Linked DNA regions of Mus musculus: all the other regions are linked to region 3. The links are chromatin contacts, called in public promoter capture Hi-C maps. All regions are on one chromosome and are shown on one strand. The core of a region is the stretch at or near the end of the contact, and the rest is flanking DNA. Distances in the headings are between cores, read along the strand shown. Region 1 holds the start of Suz12 (SUZ12 polycomb repressive complex 2 subunit). Region 2 holds the start of Rnf135 (ring finger protein 135). Region 3 holds the start of Wsb1 (WD repeat and SOCS box-containing 1). Region 4 holds the start of Tefm (transcription elongation factor, mitochondrial). Region 5 holds the start of 2610507B11Rik (RIKEN cDNA 2610507B11 gene). Region 6 holds the start of Sarm1 (sterile alpha and HEAT/Armadillo motif containing 1). Region 7 holds the start of Slc46a1 (solute carrier family 46, member 1).

The links. Promoter capture Hi-C pulls out the DNA fragments that hold promoters and counts their contacts.
Region 1: a promoter capture Hi-C map of pre-B cells shows a contact between it and region 3, with 3 times the contacts expected there. The contact joins the promoter of Suz12 here to the promoter of Wsb1 in region 3. A contact is called at or near these places in 3 of 39 promoter capture datasets (hippocampal neurons, liver and pre-B cells), 1 of 484 Hi-C or Micro-C datasets (embryonic stem cells), 1 of 115 datasets of contacts at active chromatin or transcription factors (acute myeloid leukemia) and 1 of 9 other capture datasets (adipose tissue).
Region 2: a promoter capture Hi-C map of hippocampal neurons shows a contact between it and region 3, with 3 times the contacts expected there. The contact joins the promoter of Rnf135 here to the promoter of Wsb1 in region 3. A contact is called at or near these places in 2 of 39 promoter capture datasets (hippocampal neurons and pre-B cells).
Region 4: a promoter capture Hi-C map of liver shows a contact between it and region 3, with 4 times the contacts expected there. The contact joins the promoter of Tefm here to the promoter of Wsb1 in region 3. A contact is called at or near these places in 2 of 39 promoter capture datasets (both in liver) and 1 of 9 other capture datasets (pancreatic islet).
Region 5: a contact with region 3 is called in a promoter capture Hi-C map of embryonic stem cells, with 4 times the contacts expected there. The contact joins the promoter of 2610507B11Rik here to the promoter of Wsb1 in region 3. A contact is called at or near these places in 1 of 39 promoter capture datasets (embryonic stem cells) and 1 of 9 other capture datasets (adipose tissue).
Region 6: a promoter capture Hi-C map of hippocampal neurons shows a contact between it and region 3, with 3 times the contacts expected there. The contact joins the promoter of Sarm1 here to the promoter of Wsb1 in region 3. A contact is called at or near these places in 5 of 39 promoter capture datasets (embryonic stem cells, hippocampal neurons, liver and 1 more), 3 of 115 datasets of contacts at active chromatin or transcription factors (embryonic forebrain, embryonic midbrain and pancreatic cancer cells) and 1 of 9 other capture datasets (embryonic stem cells).
Region 7: a contact with region 3 is called in a promoter capture Hi-C map of hippocampal neurons, with 4 times the contacts expected there. The contact joins the promoter of Slc46a1 here to the promoter of Wsb1 in region 3. A contact is called at or near these places in 5 of 39 promoter capture datasets (embryonic stem cells, hippocampal neurons, liver and 2 more), 2 of 484 Hi-C or Micro-C datasets (Sertoli cells and embryonic stem cells) and 2 of 115 datasets of contacts at active chromatin or transcription factors (astrocytes and embryonic stem cells).

What each region holds. Positions count from the first base shown.
Region 1 is chr11:79,991,651-79,994,709 of GRCm38.p6, reverse strand. It overlaps Suz12 (SUZ12 polycomb repressive complex 2 subunit), which reads right to left and starts at 1,604. Exons shown (of 16, transcript NM_199196.2): 1 at 1,111-1,604. The coding sequence starts at 1,390.
Region 2 is chr11:80,182,218-80,185,258 of GRCm38.p6, reverse strand. Rnf135 (ring finger protein 135) reads right to left here and starts at 1,390. Exons shown (of 5, transcript NM_028019.4): 1 at 1,004-1,390. The coding sequence starts at 1,342.
Region 3 is chr11:79,253,305-79,256,225 of GRCm38.p6, reverse strand. It overlaps Wsb1 (WD repeat and SOCS box-containing 1), which reads left to right and starts at 1,531. Exons shown (of 9, transcript NM_019653.3): 1 at 1,531-1,873. The coding sequence starts at 1,834.
Region 4 is chr11:80,140,895-80,143,642 of GRCm38.p6, reverse strand. It overlaps Tefm (transcription elongation factor, mitochondrial), which reads left to right and starts at 1,490. Exons shown (of 4, transcript NM_183275.2): 1 at 1,490-1,566. The coding sequence starts at 1,524.
Region 5 is chr11:78,260,295-78,263,222 of GRCm38.p6, reverse strand. 2610507B11Rik (RIKEN cDNA 2610507B11 gene) reads right to left here and starts at 1,469. Exons shown (of 39, transcript NM_001002004.2): 1 at 1,306-1,469; 2 at 395-524. The coding sequence starts at 1,373.
Region 6 is chr11:78,496,465-78,499,225 of GRCm38.p6, reverse strand. Sarm1 (sterile alpha and HEAT/Armadillo motif containing 1) reads left to right here and starts at 1,472. Exons shown (of 9, transcript NM_172795.3): 1 at 1,472-2,237. The coding sequence starts at 1,768. It overlaps Vtn (vitronectin), which reads right to left and starts at 106. Exons shown (of 8, transcript NM_011707.2): 1 at 1-106.
Region 7 is chr11:78,464,276-78,467,146 of GRCm38.p6, reverse strand. Slc46a1 (solute carrier family 46, member 1) reads right to left here and starts at 1,446. Exons shown (of 5, transcript NM_026740.2): 1 at 1,142-1,446; 2 at 1-796. The coding sequence starts at 1,369.

The DNA.
Region 1 (3,059 bases), core at 355-2,854, 740 kb before region 3:
GATGAGATGTCTTAGAAGAGGTACAAACAAGTGTATTTATTCTCATTACTGTCCTTCAGTTCTGATTATATTTAAAAGCTTTTCAGATTTTTGTAAAAGTATATTAAGCAAAAGAATAACGATCTCTGAAGCATGACCAATTATCTGTTTCAATATTCAAAAATCGAAATGATTTGTATTAAATTCCAATAAGAATTTCACGAAGAATCAATGAAAATGAAGGAAGAGTATTAAAACAATGTAAAACGTCTTTCCAAGCACAGCTGATACCAAAGCCCATAACATATGCCACGGATATAGTGTAAATAAAGAGATTCAACGGCAAAGCTGACTTCATTCAAGTTGCCGTAAAATACCCAGCTAGAAGATTGCTAAATTCCACTATCTACACAAAAGAGGTGCAAAACCATCAGGATATAATGCCCACTTAGTAACAATTTTATTTATAGTCATAATGTTTATAAATTCTATTGTTTGTTTCCAGGCACTGTGTGATCCCCTTTCCAAAAAAGTCAGTTTCGCCCTCCACGCATCTTTTAAAACGAAAAACCGGGATTTAAAAAAAAAATGTTCTGGAATTAAGAAACAACTCCAAGGTTGTCCACGGAGAGGACGCTTGCCCCATTCTGTCTCTCTCAGTCTACGCACCCATAAAATGGGCGGAAAGGTTTGAAAAGCTTAAAAGGTTTCAAATGCTGCGTGTTCACTCACACGCAGCCAGAGTGGGTACGAACGCATTTCAGACCCATGACAATTTCCTCGGCTTTACAACACTCATCTCCGGACAGGCTGTGTCTCGTCCCCCCGAAACCTACAACTATAATCCCTGTACTTGTGGAGTAAGGAAGACACAAACGAAAACACCAACTCGTCTCGGGATCTATATGCGCTCAGTTCAACCGTCACGTCCCCACCTCCAAGGCTGCTCTGAACCTGGGGGCCCCGGGGCGACCCTTCCGGGAGTCAGGGACCTGCTCGGGACCCCGGCGTTCCCCAGCGAGTCCTCCCTCCACTCCCAAAGCAAGTGGACTCTCCGAGAACCCGGCGGAGTGCCCCGTGCCCCGAACGCCGGAGAGGGGCACCCCTGCCCTCGAAGCCGCTCACACTCACTCTCAAAGGCCTGGAGGAAAAGCTCGTGGTCAGCCTGGACGTGCTCCATTTTCGGCTTCTTCACCGGCAACACCGCGGCCCCCGCCGCCGCCGCCGCGGCCGCCGCCGAGGAGGAGGAGGCCGAGTAACTGCCGCCGCCTCCACAGCCCCCGCCGCCGGATTTGCCGCCCGAAGCCGCCGCCGCCACCGCCGCCGCCGAACCCCCGAAGCCGCCTCCCCCGGACCCCGCGCTGGGCCCCGAGCCGCCCCCTCCCCCACCGCCGTGCTTCTGAGGCGCCATCGCGGTTCCTGCCTCCTCCCCCCGCCAGCTACCCGCCGGGCGGCCCCGGAGAGTGAGCGCGCCTGCTACACCAACCGCTCGCCCCAGCAGGCTCCAGCGGACCGAGGGGGGAAGGAGGAGAGAGGGGAGGAGAGGGGAAGGGAAGGGAGGAGGAGAGGAGGGAAGGAGGGAGGAAAAAAAAAAAGTGTCTCCTCCGAGCCCCGCTCCGCTTCGGAGGCCGCTCACCCTACCCTGGCCTCGCTCCGCCCACTTTCCCCGCCCGGCGCTCTGATTGGCCGGCGGGAGCGCGCGCCGCCGGGCCGCCCAGCCCGTTGGTCCGCAGAGTCCCCCGTCAGTCACGCGGAGGCGCTTCTCGCGGAGGCGCGGCTTGGTTGGCCCGTGCGCGCTGCCGACCGCGGGCCCGGACGCCTCTTTGAACTGAATTCGCGGGAAAATGAGGGGTCGGAGCGGCCTTCCTGCTCGTCCCGGTGCATTGTGGGCAGAGGGGGACTCGCGAGCGGCTTTGGGAGCCGTTTCTCGCCTTGAGAGCTTCGTCAGTCGCCGCCCCCAGGGGGGCAGAGGTCCCCTGGAGAGAGAGGCGGGTGACTGAGAAACTGAAGGCGAAGGGGCCTTTGAAAGGAGCGGAGGTCCACCGCGGATCCCGAGACTGTGTGGTCTCAGGAAGTGACCTGCCCCGGGGGTGCTGTGTGCTCAGTCTCATCTCCACTGAGGCAGGAGGAGATCGGATCCCCTGGCCGCCACGTGCCCCAAGCCACCCATGGCCGAAATCCCCTAGCGCAGCCACTGGGTTGTCGGACGTGAAGGGCTCGCCTACGAAAGGGAGCGACCTATTTTGTGGCGGCCGTTTCTCAGAAATTAAGGAGACTTGGTTTTGTTTTGTTAAGTGATGTGAGGTTTTGGGATTCTGTGGAATTGGGTTGTGGCTTCTCAACACGATGCGAGCAAAGTAGATACTTCATTTTCTCTGAGACAAATAGGTGATTCGAAGTAAAGACATTTCTTGAAGTTTTATTTATTGTACTGCCAAAAGCTTGTGAGGAACGCTGTGTTTTGAGTGTCTTGTTTAAAAAGATAGATAAACTGGGCGGTGGCGCACGCCTTTAATCCCAGCACTCCAGAGGCAGAGGCAGGCGGATTTCTGAGTTCAAGGCCAGCCTGGTCTACAAAGTGAGTTCCAGGACAGCCAGGGCTACACAGAGAAACCCTGTCTCGAAAAACCAAAAAAAAAAAAAAAAAAAAAAGATAAACAGACCCGACCTAAGTCTGTTGGTACAAATTGGCTTACTCTGAATAACTTGGATTTCAAGTTAGACAAAATAACCAGCTTATATTGCTTATATTTTAACTTTCTAAAAATGTTTTTATGCTCGGTGGTGGTGGCACACACCTTTAATCCCAGCACTTGGGAGGCAGAGGCAGGCAGATTTCTGATGCGAGCCTGGTCTACAAAGTGAGTTCCAGGACAGCAAGGGCTATACAGAGGAACCCTGTGCCTAAGTCTACACCAAGGTCGTATGCTGCGGTCCTTACAGCCAAAAGAGGATGTTGCCTCTCCTGGAAATGGAGTCACAGGTGGTTGTGAGGCCTAGGGTGGGTGCTAAGAATCAAATAGAGATCTCTGAGAGAGCAGCCAGTGCTCTCAACTGCAGAGCTGTAAGTCCAACCCCAC
Region 2 (3,041 bases), core at 141-2,640, 930 kb before region 3:
CCCAAGTATAGTAAATCTAACATAGCAGCTAATCAGAAACCAACCCATGTAACTTCCCCAGCACCCACTAATGAAGTTTTAGATTACCTAATGTTTGATAAAATTCCTCTAGTTTCCCATGGATGCCTTGTGCCCCTTTGTCTGGGGTCACCATTTTTATAAGTGGCTGGCCCCTGCATGCAGGGTTCTTGCTTTCTTCAAACAAAAAACACTCTTGCCTTTGAATGGGAGTGGTGGTCTCAGTGCGTCGCTTTCTGACCTAATATAACAGGTAAACTCAGACATAAAGCTTATGAGAGATGAGATACAGAGAGGCTGGAGGGACAGGAATCAGGTGTTATTGCTTAGTGAGTGGGTACAGAGGTCTTTTTTAAGTTGATGAAATTACCTTGGCAACAGCGGTGACAGAAGCACAGTATTGGAAATAAGAGAGATGCCATCGAACTGTACACTAAAAAATTGTTCAGATGGCCAGTCGTGGCACCTGTGTTTGATCCCAGCTCTTGAAAAGCAGAAGCAGGCAAAGTTTTGAGTTCAAGTGGCCCACACCTGTAATCCCAGACTTGGAAAGCCGAGGGAGTCACCCCAGGTTCAATGCCATCCTAGTCTAGTCTAGTTAGACCCTGTCTCAATAAATATACAAATAGGCCAATTGAGTTAAGGGGGAAAATGGCAATTTTTGTGGCACATACATTCTACCACACTAAGAATCTCCAGACATCACAGAAGGCTGGGAAAAACTAAAACTATACAAGTGTGCACCACACCTCGGGTGGATGGGACTTGGATTTTTAACTGTTTGTGATGGGATCTTACTATGTAACTCTGGCCCTGTGGGGCAAGCCACTCCAAAACGGGGAATTGCAGGCATGGGGCCACCACATTGGGCTTTTGTATTTCTTTATACAGCTATAAACTTTTTAAGGTTCTCCAGAAAACAGATTAGACTGAGCAAATTTTGTGGCAGAAAAAGAGATCTGGAAGTCCGGTGCAGGCTTCCTACCTGGGGCGCAGAACGCGGCGCGGGGGCGGGTTCAGGCTCCGAGCCAGCCTCGACCTCCCGCGCCGCTTGGAGGTACTTGTCCACCAGGTCTTGCAGCAGCGGGTTCTTGTGCAGCTTGGGCTTTGTCAAGGGACCCTTCCGACATATGGGGCAAGCCCAAGGGCAGCCATCCACGGCCCCACGCTTCGAGACCCACAGGTCATGGAGGCACCGGAGACAGAAGCTGTGGCCACAGGGCAGCGTGGTGGGCTGGTCTAGTAGCCCTTGGCAGATAATGCAGCTCAGGTCGTCCTCGCTCAGCCACACGGGGACTGCATTGCCAGAACAAACGGCCGCCATAATTAGGCGACAGCCAGGAAGCACCCTTAGGTTCCGCCTTGTCCTACTAACTTCCCCGGCAACACTTCGCCTTGTCCATCAGCTCGCCCCGCCCCTCCCATCAGCTCGACCCGCCCAGCTGCTAATTCTCCCCAGCCTCTAAAAGCGCCGGACATTGCTGGCTACCTGCCTGGATTTTGGCCTGGAAAAATCATCTCTCTCTAGTAGTTGGGTCCTGCTCGCCTAGCCACAAACACGCAACCCCAACAACTTAAGCTATGAAGAAGGTCCGCTTCAGGAACTCATTTTAGAATCATAAGAGTATCAAAATTACAGTTATGAAGTAGCAACAAAAATGGGATCTAATGCCCTCTTCTGGTGTGTCCGAAGACAGCTACAGTGTACTCATATGCATTAAATGACATTAAAAGACAGCCTCAGGGGCTGGTGAGATGGTTCAGTGGGTAAGAGCACCCAACTGCTCTTCCGAAGGTCTGAAGTTCAAATCCCAGCAACCACATGGTGGCTCACAACCACCCGTAATGAGATCTGATGCCCTCTTCAGGTGTGTCTGAAGACAGCTACAGTGTACTTACATATAATTAATTAAAAAAAAAAAAAAAAAAAAAAAAGACAGCCTCAGTCTTTATTTGCTCTTCTTAAAAATAAGTAAATCTGGGGGGAGGGTATAGGAGACTTTCGGGATAGCATTTGAAATGTAAATGAAGAAAATACCTAACAAAAAATTGGAAGCCAGGCGTGGTGGAGCACGCCTTTAAGGCAGGCGGATTTCTGAGTTCGAGGCCAGCCTGGTCTACAAAGTGAGTTCCAGGACAGCCAGGGCTATACAGAGAAACCCTGTCTCGAAAAACAAAACAAAACAAAACCAAAAAAAAAAAAAAATGGAAAAAGAAAAAAAAATAAGTAAATCAGGGCTGGAGAGATGGCTCAGCAGTTAAGAGCACTGATTGCTCTTCCAAAGTCCCGAGTTCAATGCCCAGCAACCACAGGGTGGCTCACAACCATCCATAATGGGATCTGATGCCTTCTTCTGGTGTGTCTGAAGATAGCTGCAGTTTACTTACATATAATAAATAAATAAATCTTTAAAAAAAAAATAACCAACTACTCTTCCAGAGGTCCTGAATTCAGTACTCAGCAACCACATGGTGGCTCACAACCATCTGTAATGGGATCTGGTATGTCTGAAGACAGCTACAGTGTACTCATATACATAAAATAAATGAACAAATCTTTAAAAAATAATTTTCTTGCTACTTCACAACTGTAATTTTGCAACTGTTATGAATAGTCATGTGAATATAGGAGTTTGCCAAAGGTGTTATGACCCACTCATTGAGAATCACTGCTCTAGCAGGTACCTCAGCAGTCAGGTCCAAAGAACTTTAGAAGCTAGAGAGGATCCACCTCCCCAGGGAGCTGCACTCTGGAGAGACACATCCAGAATTTGTATTGCAGCTTCTCTGACCGGGGAATTAAAAAAAAATCAGTAAATTCAGAGGACCTCATCAGGCATGAAGGCACACATCTGTAATCCCAGCACTCAGGAGGCAGACAGACAGATCTCTGTTAAGTTTGAGGCCAGCCTGATCTACAGAGTGAGTTCCAGAACACTCAGGGCTACATTAAGAGACCCTGACTCAAAAAAAAGAAAGAAAGAAAAAAAAGAAAGAAAGAAAGAAAGAAAGAAAGAAAAAAG
Region 3 (2,921 bases), core at 282-2,781:
TGCTATATAGCAGAAGTGATCTTAAGTTCTTGATTCTTGTGCCTTTGCTTGCCAAGAGCTGGGCTTTCGAGCATGTACCATTTGCTTTAGGTTTCTGAGGAACTGGAGCTGGACTCCATGGTTCCTGTATACTAGACAAATATTTTACTAACTGAGCTATACCCCCCTCCTCCAGCCCTGCAAGTTTGTGAAATCTGCATATTTTTGTATGAAAACTCAAAAAAAAAATAGCTGGGAAGATGGCTCAGAGGTGAAAATGCAAACCTGACCGTTCGAAAGCCCAGAACCCAGGTTAAAGCAGAAGGCAGGAGATTACAGACTACTACTCTACAATCCCTTCACTCTAACAGGGCTGTCAGGGAGTCGGGAAGTTACAGGGCCAGCTAGCATGGTATACAAGCACTGAAATCATGAGAGACCCTGTCTCAGGAAAGGTGGGAGGTGAGGACTCATATCCTAGGATGTCATCTGACCTCTGAATGCCTGCATTCACACAGAAGCATTTAAGACACATGAACTCTCAAAAAAAAAAAAAGACTCAAAAACATGCACATATCTCATACACACATAATAAATAAATAAGCTAAAAACATTAGGGGACAATAATGGTCTGTATTTGACAAGATTGAATTTTCTTTTTCCTTCTACTGTTCGTCAGGCAGCACCATTGCCGTGCATGAAGTTCTGGACAAACATATTGTCAAGCAGTAACCAAGTAATTTTTTTTAAAGAAGGGGATGATTTATTTCTATTAATCATCATGATCTTAAGAATTTCTACCTTGGGCAAAGGGACATGCACACAGTACATGCACTACCTATGGTGTTTGAGATCTAAAGTTATGCTGGGCAATTCTGTCTTCCAGGAGTATCTGAGAAAATCTAAGCCGTTATCTGTTATCCTTTGGAAGAAAGAGTCCCGCAAGGGCCACTAAAATGCAATGACATCATTTATAGATGGTACTTAGATTGAGATGTGGGGCACACCCAAACAATGATGTGGAATAGCTAGCTGCTTCCTAGAGACCTCAACTTCTGTGGAAGAAGGGCAGATTCTGAGGTAGAGGTCATATTGGCCAGCTCTTCAGGAGACCTGACTTTAGGGACCAATTAGAACAGAGGCAGTCTTGGGGAGGCCTCAGAGGTGCCCATCACCCTGGGTCTCCTTCATCAACTGAGTCTTTCCTAAAACCAGTTTGTTCTGTCCTGACCAATTGGACACCACTATGCTAGTTTCCATCATATCTTTCTTCAGCGCAACCTTCACTTCCCAGGTACTAAGGAGCCAGAGACGTAGCTAAAAGGGATTAAGCACGTGAAACGTCTACTTTGCCCTTTCCGGTTCGGTCACGTGCATTATATAATCCCGGGCTTGCCCTTGGCAATGAGCCTTCGACTTCGAAAATGCCCGCAGGTCGCGCTTTGAGGGCTCACGCCCGTCCGTGAATCCAGACCATCACGTCCCCTGCGTCGAGGGGCGGGGCCTGATGGTCTGACGTCACCCACTACACCCCGCCTCCCAGATATTATCAGTGCCGCCCGCCATCTTGTCTCAGTGTCTGGTTTGGCGGCGGAAGCATTGGCGGGCTGTGTGAGTCTGTGAGTGGAAGGCGCGCCGGCTCTTTTGTCTGAGTGTGACCCGGTGGCTTTGTTCCAGGCATTCCGGTGATTTCCTCCGGGCAGTCCGCAGAAGCCGCAGCGGCCGCCCGCGCTCTCTCTGCAGTCTCCACACCCGGGAGAGCCTGAGCCCGCGTCACGCCCCTCAGCCCCCGCTGAGTCCCTTCTCTGTTGTCGCGTCCGAATCGAGTTCCCGGAATCAGACGGTGCCCCATAGATGGCCAGCTTTCCCCCGAGGGTTAACGAGAAAGAGATCGGTGAGGCTCGGGATGGAGGGGGAGCGCGGGGTCTACCGGCAGAGCGTGAAGGGGCTGGCTCCGGGGCCCGGGGGGAAAACGGGGGTGGGGGATGGGAGAACGGGGAAGTCCGATGCCAAGGCCCACGAGCGCGGGGGACCGGATGCCCGGGCTCCGGAGAAATGGAGAGGAGCAAGGACTGACGCTGCGTGGCGGGAGGAAGCGGTCCCGCGATGGGCGTCGGCCGGGAGTGAATGGACCCAGAGCGGGCCTCCCGAGTTTGCTCAGCGCCGGGCAAACCCTAGTGACACCATCACAGCTGGGGTGCGGATCGGACGTCCTGGGATTCTCCCGGCTGTGTCTTGGATATCGAATGGACCTGGAGAGTTACTAGCATAGGCTAAGTGGTCTATCCTAGGCTCTCTTTGGTGGGAAGAAGTTGTGAACTTTTGTGTTTTTTGAGGCGCAGCAGGAACAGCAGCATCTGTATGTCCGGTACTCTATTGAGAAAGGGACCTGGAGAGGTGTCAGCGGCGTAGAAAAAAAAGTTTTAGTGTTTTTTAAAGGATGGCGTTATGAAAGTGAAGGGTTCTAAGGAGGGAATATGTTGCCCACCTACACGGGGGGGTGGGGGTGGAAGGAGCCGTGAGAATAGGTGGAATGGCTGAAGGAGGGCTATTGTACAGAGGATGTAGCCGTGGCTAGACCTGTCACGCGTCTGGCTGAAGCCTGGACAATGGGGAGTGGAAGGGCGTGGGCCAGACCTGCCCGTTGGCCCCTTTAAAGCACTTAGCATTATTTAAATTCTCTCAAAGGAGTCACCTTTGAGCCCATTGGATGACATTCGTTGAACAAAATTATCGTCAGTAGACACTGACTTTACAGTTTTGTCAATTGGATTTTCATGTCCATGCTAAAGGTAGGGGCAGGACTCCATGAGTGTGTGAAGAGTTCCAGGTCAGGCTATAACTGAGCTACTACCCTCTTTAACAAGGCACTGTCACACTTCCTTTCTGGTCGTGAAATCGGAGGATGGAATGTGAGGAAGAACTTGAATCTGGTTAGCCTT
Region 4 (2,748 bases), core at 241-2,740, 890 kb before region 3:
CTCAGAACCTCCAGAAGAGCAGTCAGTGCTCTTAACCGCTGAGCCATCTCTCCAGCCCCCAGGCTCTCTTAAGAATAACTTTTATTTTAGACTTATTAATTTGTGTATATGAGTGTTTTGCCTACATGTATGTCTGTGTGCCAAGTCTGTGCCTGGTGCCTGTGGAGGTCAGAAGAGGTTATTGGACATCCCCGGAACCAGAATTATAGATGGTTGTCAGCCACCATGTGGATGTTGTGAACCAAAGCCGGATCCTCCACAAGAGCAACAAGTACTCTGAACGGCTGAGCCTGTGAATAGCTTTTGTTGTTGATGCCTTTTGAGACAGAGTCATTTTTGTAGTCTAGGGTGGCCTCAAACTCATTACATAGCCTAGACTGGACTCAAACTCACAATTCTCCTCATGCTCCTAAGTGTGGGCATTATAGGTTAGCTACGACGTCTAATATAACCACAAACCCATTACTAGACCCTTTTCCACTCTTCTTCCTTAGCCCAGGTTTCATTCCCCACAGTTCACTCTGCCTTGGCAAGAAAATCTGTTGTCATTCCTCCTACGCCCCGCCCAAGTTACCTGGCAACAGCCAGGTAGGCCTGGCTTTGCTCTAAAAGGAACTGCTTGCCCTCTCTGACTCTTTTCTCTCTGACCCCTTTTCCCCTCTCTCCTCTTCTCCCTCCCCGTCCTCTTCAACGTGTACTGGGCCACCAGTTCGTTCGTGTTCTCTCTCTCTCTCTCTCTCTCTCTCTCTCTCTCCCCCCTTTCCCTGCCTCTACTCCCTTCTTAACTCCCCCCCCCCCCAATAAACTCTATGCCATACTGGAGCTGGGTACCTCGGAGAGGAGGGGATGCCTCAGGATGGGCACCTCACCACACCATACCGCGCTCCATAAAACACAACAATTGTTTTATAAAACATATCACAATAACTTTCCGATTCCTCTTTCTTGTCCTCAGGTTCTTCTACAGTCCAGCCTCACATTGGCTGCAAATGACCAATTTTCTTTTTTTCTAGAAAGCCCCTCTAATCTGACTTTGCAACTAAAAAACAAGCAACCTGCCCGACTTTTTCAACTGTTCCACTTCGCATTCCAAGGATCAAATGTGGCTCCAGACTCACCTCCCCCCATCCTTTTCAAACAGTCAAAAGTGCCCAGCGTCAAAGCGACCTCATACATTGGCCTTATCCCGTGCATCTCTCCCAGATACTCCTCCTCTCAACTCCGGACAGGGTTACATGTGTGCATATAGGCTCCCCACTGTCTGCTGTGTGTCTGGGAACCCAGAGGAGACTCGCCCCAAAACAGGATTAAACCTAGTCTACTCCTATGCATCTCGGCGATCCCGAACGGCCACACTTTCTCCAGAGACCATCAGCCATCAATTACTAGGAACTCCGTTGGCATTTCCCTGAGACTGTCGCTTTCGCCGGAACCCTTCTGCCCAGCCCCGGCCGAGCACTTTTTGTTGGAGCACACGAAACCGGAAGTTGAGGAGGAACACAGGCGTGGGAAAGAGCCTGGCGATGGCTTGGAGGACAAACCTTGCTTGCCTCATCAAGGCCGGAGGTAGGGTTCCTGAGCACGAGGTGGATTGCTTTCCAGTCACTAGCCTGTAACCGGGAGTGGTTCTCTTCTGCCCTGTGTCCGGTTGTCCAGCGTGGAGCTGTAGCGGAGCTGAGGGGCGTTCATGTCCCCCAGCCCCGGAGCCCGTCCGCTTTAATGGCCCGGGGTCCACGCGCGTGCGCCCCTTCCCGGGCCGGAGTAGCTCGCTTAGCCTCTGGCTGTGTCGTCTTCCTGTGGCCGCGCTGGGAGGATGACTTTACACTGTCTTATAAAGTTATCCATTGCACAATGTAGACTGCTTGCAAAAATACAGCCTTGTTAGCAATATTGAGAACCATGCAGAACAAAATAAACCGTCCCCACCACTTAGTTAATATCACCAGCCCCCGCTTGCCCCAGTCAGAGCTCCATGTTGCCCAAGCTGGCCTGCAACTCACTATGTAGCTAAATCCTGATCTTCCTGCTTCCATCTCCTAAATGCTAGGATTGCAAGTGAGGAACACCACTCCTGACCAGCTAAAACATTTATTATAAACGTATAAAGTTTAATTTCCTTTAGTTCCATCAGATGATAAACTAGTAAAAAATGGAACTGGAGATCAATCATAAGAGGCGATACAAAAAATCCTCATAATATTATAAATGCCATAAGTAGCAGACATTTGAAATAATTTTAATTAAAATTAAGTGGTTCTAGGTATAGAAACCAAGGCCTTGCCAGAAACTAGGTCCTATCTAACTGGCCCTTAACTTTTTTGATTGTTTTTACTTTAGCAAACAGTCTCATTGCCTGGAACACTGTACTAGACCAGTCTGGCCATGAACTCTCAGAGGTCTGCCTGGTTTTGCCTCCCAAATGCTGGTTTTGTTTGTTTGTTTGGTTTTTTTGAATCAGGGTTTCTCTGAGTAGCCCTGGCTGTCCTGGAACTCACTTTGTAGACCAGACTGGCCTTGAACTAAGAAATCGACCTGTCTTTGCCTCCCAAGTGCTGGGATTAAAGGCACGTGCCACCACTGCCTGGCTCAAATGCTGGTATTAAAGGTGGACTCTACTTATCCCGAGAAGACTACAATTTCTTTATTTTAATTAATTAAATTTTTGGAGATGAGGTCTCAGGTAGTCCAGACTGTCATAAAACTCTTGGAATCTGAATCTTGTATGGACTGCCCCTCAGGTGCTGAGGT
Region 5 (2,928 bases), core at 220-2,719, 990 kb after region 3:
AGGCTCTACCACTGAACCACTATTCCAGCTCATTTTAATTTTGAGAGAAGCACTCACTAAGTTGCCTAGGCAGAGCTTGAATTTATAATTCTCTTGCTTCGGCCTCTTGAGAAACAAGAATTACAGGTTTATACCACCAGATCTAGTCCCATAAACACTTGAAACAACTGGCATCTATTGCAGAGTCCTCCAAGTAGCTCCTAAGATCCTCTTGACAATAATAATAATAACAACAACAAAAACAACAACAACAAGGGTGGAGTTAACTAGGAAAACTACCCATGGAGGAAGCTAAAGTTTGAAACCCCCTCCAAACCAACACACACACCACACACTCCCGCCCTTCTCCTCTCTCTCTCTCTCTCTCTTTCTCTCTGCAATTCCCGGAACTCACCACCGTCTGCTGGTGCTGCTGAAACTTAAGACTGACATTCTGGATCCAAAAAAATCGGAAGGAGCCAATCTTTAGCTCTGCCTGCAACTTGCGCTGACACCACCTGGTGGCCAACCGGACCACAAGCCACCTGCAGAAAAAAAACAGTTGGATTATAAGACCCTCTACCCTTTTTGATTCTAGAAAGGCCTTGCAAGGGGTGGTATCCTGAAGCCGGATTTTTCTTAGGAACTTTACGATTTTCCTAAAATATTTCTCTAGTCATACTCATTTAGGCACAACAACCAGAACTACGGGCCCCTAAATTCAAACAAAACTAGGCAAACGAAACTCACCCTCTAAAAGAGGTCAAAAAAAAAAAAAAAAAAAAAAAAAAAGAAAGAAAGAAAGAATAAACAAAGAAACCCTCAAATCTTTAGGAACCCAAAGTAAAAAGAGGTCCTCAAAAGGCAAAGTGAAGGCAGTCGTGTTAAATACGTCATCGCACACTCCTTAGAGGGTCCCTGTCTGCGTCCCCACCCTGCAGCCGTTTCCGAGAAGGCAGAGGTCACTCTCGGAACTGCTCAAACACCGCTCTGCTCTAGCCAGCCAGTCCTCCCGACCTCTCTGCAGGGCGCGGCTGCAGGTGCCCTTCGCAATCTGGGAAGAGGACACGGAGGCGAACGGGGCAGGAAAGGGAGACCACCGAGGGAGGCCCCCTCCCTCACACGCAAACATTCGGTTCCCGGACTGGACATTGCTTCGGGTCCAGCCAGATGCTTCAGCGCCCCTGCCCCCACCTCGCTTCCCCTCGCCTCGGCTGAGCGCCCCCTCCTGCTCGCGCCCCCTCCGCCTAAGGCGCCCGACCAACCCGCGCCTCCTCCAGCCGGTCTTCCTCGACCCCCCCGACCCTGTGGCTAGAATCCCCTCACCGGCCTAGGAAGAGTGCGCTAAGCGCAACCAGCAGCAAGACCAACAGCGCGGAGAGAAATAGAGGCATTTAGGTCCGGGTCCGGCCCGGCCTGGCCCCGACCCCCGCCATGCCGGGCCCTGACGCCGGAACCGCACAGCGCCGCGGCGGGCTTCGGCCGCGCACGCACACGCACGGCGAGGAAGCGTTAGTGCGCGCGCGCGTGTCCCCGCCCCGGCGGCTCGTGGACCAGCCGGCTGGCTCCCTCCACGACCCGCCCCGACCCGCCCCGACCCGCCCCAACCCGCGCGCGCGTGCGCGAGCCCTGAGGGCCGACCAGCGGCTTGCGCGGAGTGGAGGCGTGGCTCTGGAGAGGGAGGGCGGGGCGGACCGCGAACGCGCGGTCCTGCGCGCTACACCTAGAGCGCAGCCTGCGCGGCACGCCGCGGAGCTCCGGGTTCGCGCTGAGGGCGGGGGATCGGAGTCCGCACGAGCTCGCCGGGCGGTGACCAGGATGGGTCGTTTCTACCACTTTGAGGTTCCACTTCCAAAACGCATTCCCTAGGCCATTAAGAGCCGGCCTGGCTGGTGCCGGGCGTGGTGGTGCAGGCCTTTAATCCCAGCACTCAGGAGGCAGAGGCAGGCGGATTTCTGAGTTTGAGGCCAGCCTGGTCTACAAAGTGAGTTCCAGGACAGCTAGGGCTATAAAGAGAAACCCTGTCTCAAAAAAACAAAACAACAACAACAAAAGTTATGTGTCTGTAGGTCATAAGTGATCCTGTCTGAAAAGATTACAGAGAAAATTAAGAGGTAATTCAAAGACCTCAGCTATCTATCATCTCACCCCACAAGGAAACCAACTTTGTTTACTGTCTGAATACTGTTCCAGATAGTATCTTCTTATCTTTTTTTTTTTTTTTTTTTTTTTTTTGAGACAGGGTTTCTCTGTGTAGCCCTCTGTAGACCAGGCTGGCCTCGAACTCAGAAATCTGCCTGCCTCTGCCTCCCAAGTGCTAGGATTAAAGGCATGTGTCACCATGCCTGGGCCAGATAGTATCTTCTAACATCCTTCATGGGGAGAGCCATTCTGTATTTTTAGGTTTGTGCGATTGTGTATAGCACCACCCAGAACAGGGTGAAATATAGAAATAGTGAATATTGTTTTACCCTTTACAGATTATCTGGGAAGCAATTTTAATTACATGAAATACAGAGTTCAAGGTCAAATCAAGCCAGAGTGAATTTTGCATTCTTCATTGTTAAATGAAGGAAGTAGATAAGGTCTGTTATGCTTATTCTCATGAGTCAGTGTCTGACTAATGACTTACTAACACAGTACCAGATAAACACAGTACCAGATAAAGAAATCCAGATGGTTCCAAGGTATTATGAAGTATTTTGTGTTCTTGGTTCTCAGATCCTAATCTGCATATAATTCTTCCAGATTTTTTTGATTGGCCTCTTCAAATAACAACTTCAAGGCCTGTGAGATGGATCTATAGGTAAAGGCACTTGCTGGCCCGAGGAATTGATTTCCATCCTCAAAATCCACAAACTATCCTCTAAACTACACACACCGGTTCATCTTCAAAATCTGTAGCTTTTTGTTCAAGTGTGGTTTCTCAGTGTTCAGGTAGGATCTAAG
Region 6 (2,761 bases), core at 223-2,722, 760 kb after region 3:
TGCTCATCCTCTGGCCCAGCCCCATTGCCCTCCTCCAAACACAGCTGCAGCAAAGGGTCACATTCCCAGAACCCCAGCCCCAGGAGAGCTGGGAAACAGAAAACCCTCGCCAAGACCAAAGTCAGTAGGGTCACGGGCAGGAGGGATAACACGCTTAGCTTAGCTGGGGAGGTGGAAAGAAAGCATGTGTTGTCACCCTCTGAGCCAGTCCCGTTAATCTCCCTGAGCCTTACTTTTTATAAAGTGGGACCATGGTGCCTTGCCTCATCAGGTGTTGAGAGATTCCGTGAGCTAGAACAGACAAAACGTTTCGTGCCTGGAGTAGCTTCCAACTCATTCCCATAAGCCGTTATCGATTTACTGTTTGATCAGGCTAGGTGCTTGTCCCATCCTACCCCCCGCTTCGAATCTGGATTTTTGGGGCAAGAAGGGGGGTTGGGGGAGAGCTGGCAAGCACTTTGGGGGAGGTTTTCTTTTCTTCTCATAAAAGAACAAAGCTTCATTTCTGGCCTCTCCTTGTTCTCTCTAAGCTGGGTGTTACAGCATAGGAAGTAGTGGGTCAGAGTCTATTCTTCTTTCTTTATTTTTTTTAGATTTATTTATTTTATGTTTTGTGTATAAGTGTCTGCTCACATGTGCATCTGTGCACCACATGCATGTCTTGTGTCTATGGAGGTCAGAAGAGGGCTTTGAATACCCTGGAACTGGAGTTTTGAACAGTTATGAGCTGCCGTGTGGATGCTGAGAATCAAACCCAGGTCCTCTGTAAGAACAAGTACTCTTAAAGGCTGAGCCATCTTTCCAGTCCCAGAGCCCATTCCTGAGGCTTTCACTAATCCATTGATCCTCGGGGGACCACCCTGGCCACACCTTCAATGACCTCATTTATTTTAAAAAAAAAATGGACTCATTGGGCATACTTTCTAGACTCACATACTAAGTGGGATTTCTCTATAAAGAAAGTGCTCACTGGGGTAGAGTGCCAGGTTTTGGGCCAAATTCCAAGCACTGGCACACTTCTGAAGCCCCTCCGTTTTCTGTTCTGTAATCACAGGCGAGCGTGCCTTTGGTGTCTCTTCTCTATGGACCGCAGTAGTCTCAGCGGCAAAATGAAACACTAAATTTTACTCCCTACAGACGCGTGAAGCCTAAGTGGAAACCGGCATTAAAGGGCTTTAAGAATCTCAACTGCGATTCTTTAACCATCCGGAGGGGACGTGGATACATGTAGCCAGCTTGCTTCCACATTTTGGGGAGCCGAGCGAGCGGTAGGAAATGGAAGACAGCTCTTTACAGCCCTTTCTACAGCATCTTGCACACCACCAAGGGGAGACTGGGGAGAGGAGGCGGAGCCAGGTGTGGGCGTGGCTGGAGACCTGGGGTAGGGCTTGCGCCTGCGTCGGGGGCGGAGCCCGTGAAACCTAGAGGCGGGGCGTCAAATCCTTGACTCTGCTGCTCAGAGGCGTGGTTGCTGTTGAGCATCTTAGCTCCGCTGTGCTTAGATTGGAGCAGCGCTTTGTTCCGGGCACCGGCGTCTCTACCCTCCCGCGTCTGGTCCATGCTTCTCTCTCCCTTCATGCCCTTCCTAAGTCGCTGAGTCCCGGAGCTGCCCTCCTCCTTCTGCTTCTACACTTGTAGCCCAGCACCTTTACCGGATCCTGTTTGCTTTTTTTTTTTTTTTTTTTTTTCTTTCTCCTCCCAAGGCCGGGGTCTCTCTGCCAGGCCCCGCCCCTCTAGGCCTGGCATGTCCCCTGCTGCCCAGCGCCCATGGTCCTGACGCTGCTCTTCTCCGCCTACAAACTGTGCCGCTTCTTCACCATGTCAGGCCCACGGCCGGGCGCCGATCGGCTGACAGTGCCCGGACCGGATCGGAGTGGTGGCGCCAGCCCATGGTGGGCTGCGGGCGGTCGCGGGTCTCGCGAAGTGTCGCCCGGAGTGGGCACTGAGGTGCAAGGCGCCCTGGAGCGTTCGCTGCCTGAGCTGCAGCAGGCGCTGTCCGAGCTGAAACAGGCAAGCGCGGCGCGGGCTGTGGGCGCGGGTCTCGCCGAGGTCTTCCAGCTGGTAGAGGAAGCCTGGCTGCTGCCGGCCGTGGGCCGCGAGGTGGCCCAAGGTCTATGCGATGCTATACGTCTGGACGGTGGCCTCGACTTGCTGTTGCGGCTGCTTCAGGCACCGGAGCTAGAGACCCGTGTGCAGGCCGCGCGCTTGCTGGAGCAGATCCTGGTGGCTGAGAACCGGTGAGGGAGAGTGGGGTGAGGTGTGGGGTTGCCAGGGCAGTGAAGGTGGTTGGAGACGGTATCCCATTGCTGATTTTGCCCTAAGCCCATAATTCTCCCGTGCATCTGGGTGTCTTTCTGTGTTACCTTCTCACCAGGGCAGCCATGACCTTATTCTGCAGCGTCTGATCAGGAACAGAAAGTTTTTTGGTTTTTGTTTTGTTTTGTTTTGTTTTTGTTTTTGCTAGGACGAAATAGTAGGGGCAGAGAAAACTGAGGTATCTTTCCTTCCTATGGGAAACTGCTTGACTGCTTCTCCTTTGCCTACCTCCTGAGACCTCCTTTTGAACTATTATGAAGCCTTTGAAGGGCCCACTTTCCCGGTCTTCTGGTGCCAGAGCAAAACAGGCTGTCACACTAATTTTCACCAAAATCTCAGGCTCTCAGCTCAGAATTTTTAGAAGAGTCGCTTTCAGCACGCAGCCCTCACAAGTGTCACGACGTGTTTTCTCTGGCATTTTTGATCACCTTTGATATGTGGAAAT
Region 7 (2,871 bases), core at 197-2,696, 790 kb after region 3:
TGAAAGCCAGGCCAATCTCAGCCACCCAGGTGTCAGCCAGGCAGAATTGCAGAAGCCTTAGGCCCAGCAGGCTGGTGAGGTAGGGTAGGTGCTGGGCTGCTGAGCCATAGCCAATCAGCTTGGAGTCCCAGCAGAGGGGTGCGCTCAGCTCATAGAGTGTCAGGATATCTTGAGCCCCAAAATGCACAGTAACCACCACGAATATGGCCAAAGAGTACAGGGCTAGATGCATCCTGGACTTTTCTGGGGCTGGAACCACATATAGCCGGGCAATGGATCGATGATGGCGGAGCGTGAAAAGCCTGGTGGACTTTGGCTCCTTCACCGTCTCACCAAAACAAAATGCTGCGTATAGAGCCATGACAATCAGCAGGGCCAAAGCCAGCCAGAAGGGGTTGGCATAACCCTGGGCCCGGAGCCAGTGACCCCCGAGAAGGCTTGCCAGGGTCCCGGCCACACCAATGCATGCTTCCAGCAGAGCCATCCGGAAGGTGCGACTGTGGTTAGAGCTAACATCTGCCACAGAGGCAAAGCTAGCAGCAAGGAGGCCGTTGAAGTCTCCCAGAAGGGCACAAAGAGCTCGGCCAAGCACGAAGAACCCGACGTGCAGTTCTAGCTGCACCACAAAGATGGACACCACGGCCTGGAGCAGCAGACCAAGAGAGGCCAGCACCAGCAATGGGCGGCGACCCACGCGGTCACTCCAGGCTCCCAGCAGGGTGGACCAGAAGAGTCCCACCAGGAAGCCTCCCACGTTCATGTAGAGGGTCCAGTGAGATGTCAGGGTCTCCACTTCCTGTAAAGACACAATCACTAGTGCGCAGGACCTCACTTTGGTTAGCTACCATCACCATCCTGGGAGCTATAGCCTTGCTTTAGAGCCCTAAGCCTCTTGGAATGTTCCTTCAACTTGTAAAAACAGGCCCTGGAGAAGCATTCCCTCCGTCGCTACACTAGATAACTTTCCAAGCCAGGCTTTCTCTAGGTACACCTCCAGCACAAGGCAGCCAGCCAGGGCAGGCCCCCTTTGGTCTGACCCGCCCACCACGCCACGTGTGTCCCGTCCCCTCGGGGACCCCGTCTTCCACAGGCCCCGCCCCGTGCCGCGCTCCGTATTCACAGCTGCTCTGGTCCCTGCTACCTTCATGAGGGGATCCGCGCTTTGGTTCCCACAGTTCTCCCGGTGGCGGGTGCCATTGTAGCCGAGCTCCGTGCTGAACCGGTGCCAAAGGTACTGTGTGGTGAGCGGTCCCTGCAGAACCAGGGCAAAGTTGGCCAGGAAGACTAGGGGCTCCACGGGGCCGCGGAAAAGCACGGGAGCGTTGAGGAAACTGTGGGGCGAGCCCACGGAGCTCACGCGCCCCTCCATGCGCAAACACGGAGGGGCTAGCACCTCGGAACCAGCTGCGGGAGGCCTGGACCAGTCTGTGCTGTCTGCGCCTGCGCCGGCTTCGGGTGCTTCTGTTAAAAGTCTAGAGGGGCGGAGCGTGAGACAGTCTCAAAAGCTTTGGTCCGCTGAACTCTGGGCTGGGTGTCGTCCAAACAATCCCTGTGGTGTGTCCTCACTTCAGGCAACGCAAAGATACTACCGTGCTGCAGCCCTCCTTCCTGGGCGTCGGAACACTCAAAAGAATAATCACTATATCAATAACTAACATTTATTGACAACGTAACTTTGTTCTGGGGCCAGGAATTCTGAATATATTATCTCGTGGCAACCTTATAGATTAGTCACTTAATGATCCGAATCCAGAGATGTGGAAGTAAGGTCGAAAGGCACGCAGGATTAGCGCACAAGACTGGATATGCCAGCTGCGTGGCATCTGCCTCTCGGCACATGTGCATCTGTGTAAGAACAGCCAGAGCCTGGTGGGCCACACTGGAGTACTTGTGCTCTGCCACTGATCCGTTGACCTTGCCTTCACTTGGAAGAAAATCTTAGTGAAGGCAGGACCTAGTGGCATGTGCTTTTAATCCCAGCACACCAGAGGTGAGGCCAGTTTGGTCTAAGCAATACTAGGCTAACCAAGGCTTGATGTTCTGTCCAAAACAAACAAACAAACAAACAAACCAAGAAAGAAAGAATGCCGAGCATGGTGATGCATGCCTTTAATCCCAGCAATTGGAAGGCAGAAGCAGGCAGATTTCTGAGTTCGAGGCCAGCCTGGTTTACAAAGTGAGTTCCAGGACAGTCAGGGCTACACAGAGAAACCCTGTCTCGAAGAAACCAAAAGAAAAAAGAAAAGAGAGAGAGAGAGAGAGAGAGAGAGAGAGAGAGAGGAAGTATTGGAAAATGACAATGAGATTTGGTACACTGAAAGTATTATTTTATATACATACTTTCAGACCAGGCTAACCTCAGACTCATAGAGATTCCCCTGCCTCAGGCTTCTGGATGCTGTTGCTATTAGACCTAATCGCTGTTGGCTATCATTAATGACTAATAGGTTGTCCCTTGCCCCTGTTCCTGTCCTAGGAGCCTTTCCTGGAGCTAGTGTCACATCAAGGACTGGGATCTGATTCTGCAGTTCTCTTAGAGGGTGGAGTAGAGACAAGAGGAGCCTGAGACTGGAGGCCCCTGGGTGTGGGCCTGTGCTCTTCAGTGCCCCTGTTGTAGGAACTGAGCTGGAGAACAGACATCTGCACTGTTGCTGAGCAGCTCAGACTTCCTGTCTGTCTGTCTGTCTGTCTGTCTGTCTGGGCTTCTGTTTTATTGCCTGTGAAAAAGGAGTGCCCTTACTTGGTGCCGTGGAGATCTGAACACAACACTGAAGCAAACAGATGAAGCCCCCCACCAGGCACCACAGCTTCTAGATTGGTGGGGAGAGAGAAAGAGCAGGATGTAAATAGTGTAGAATCCGACCATGGCAG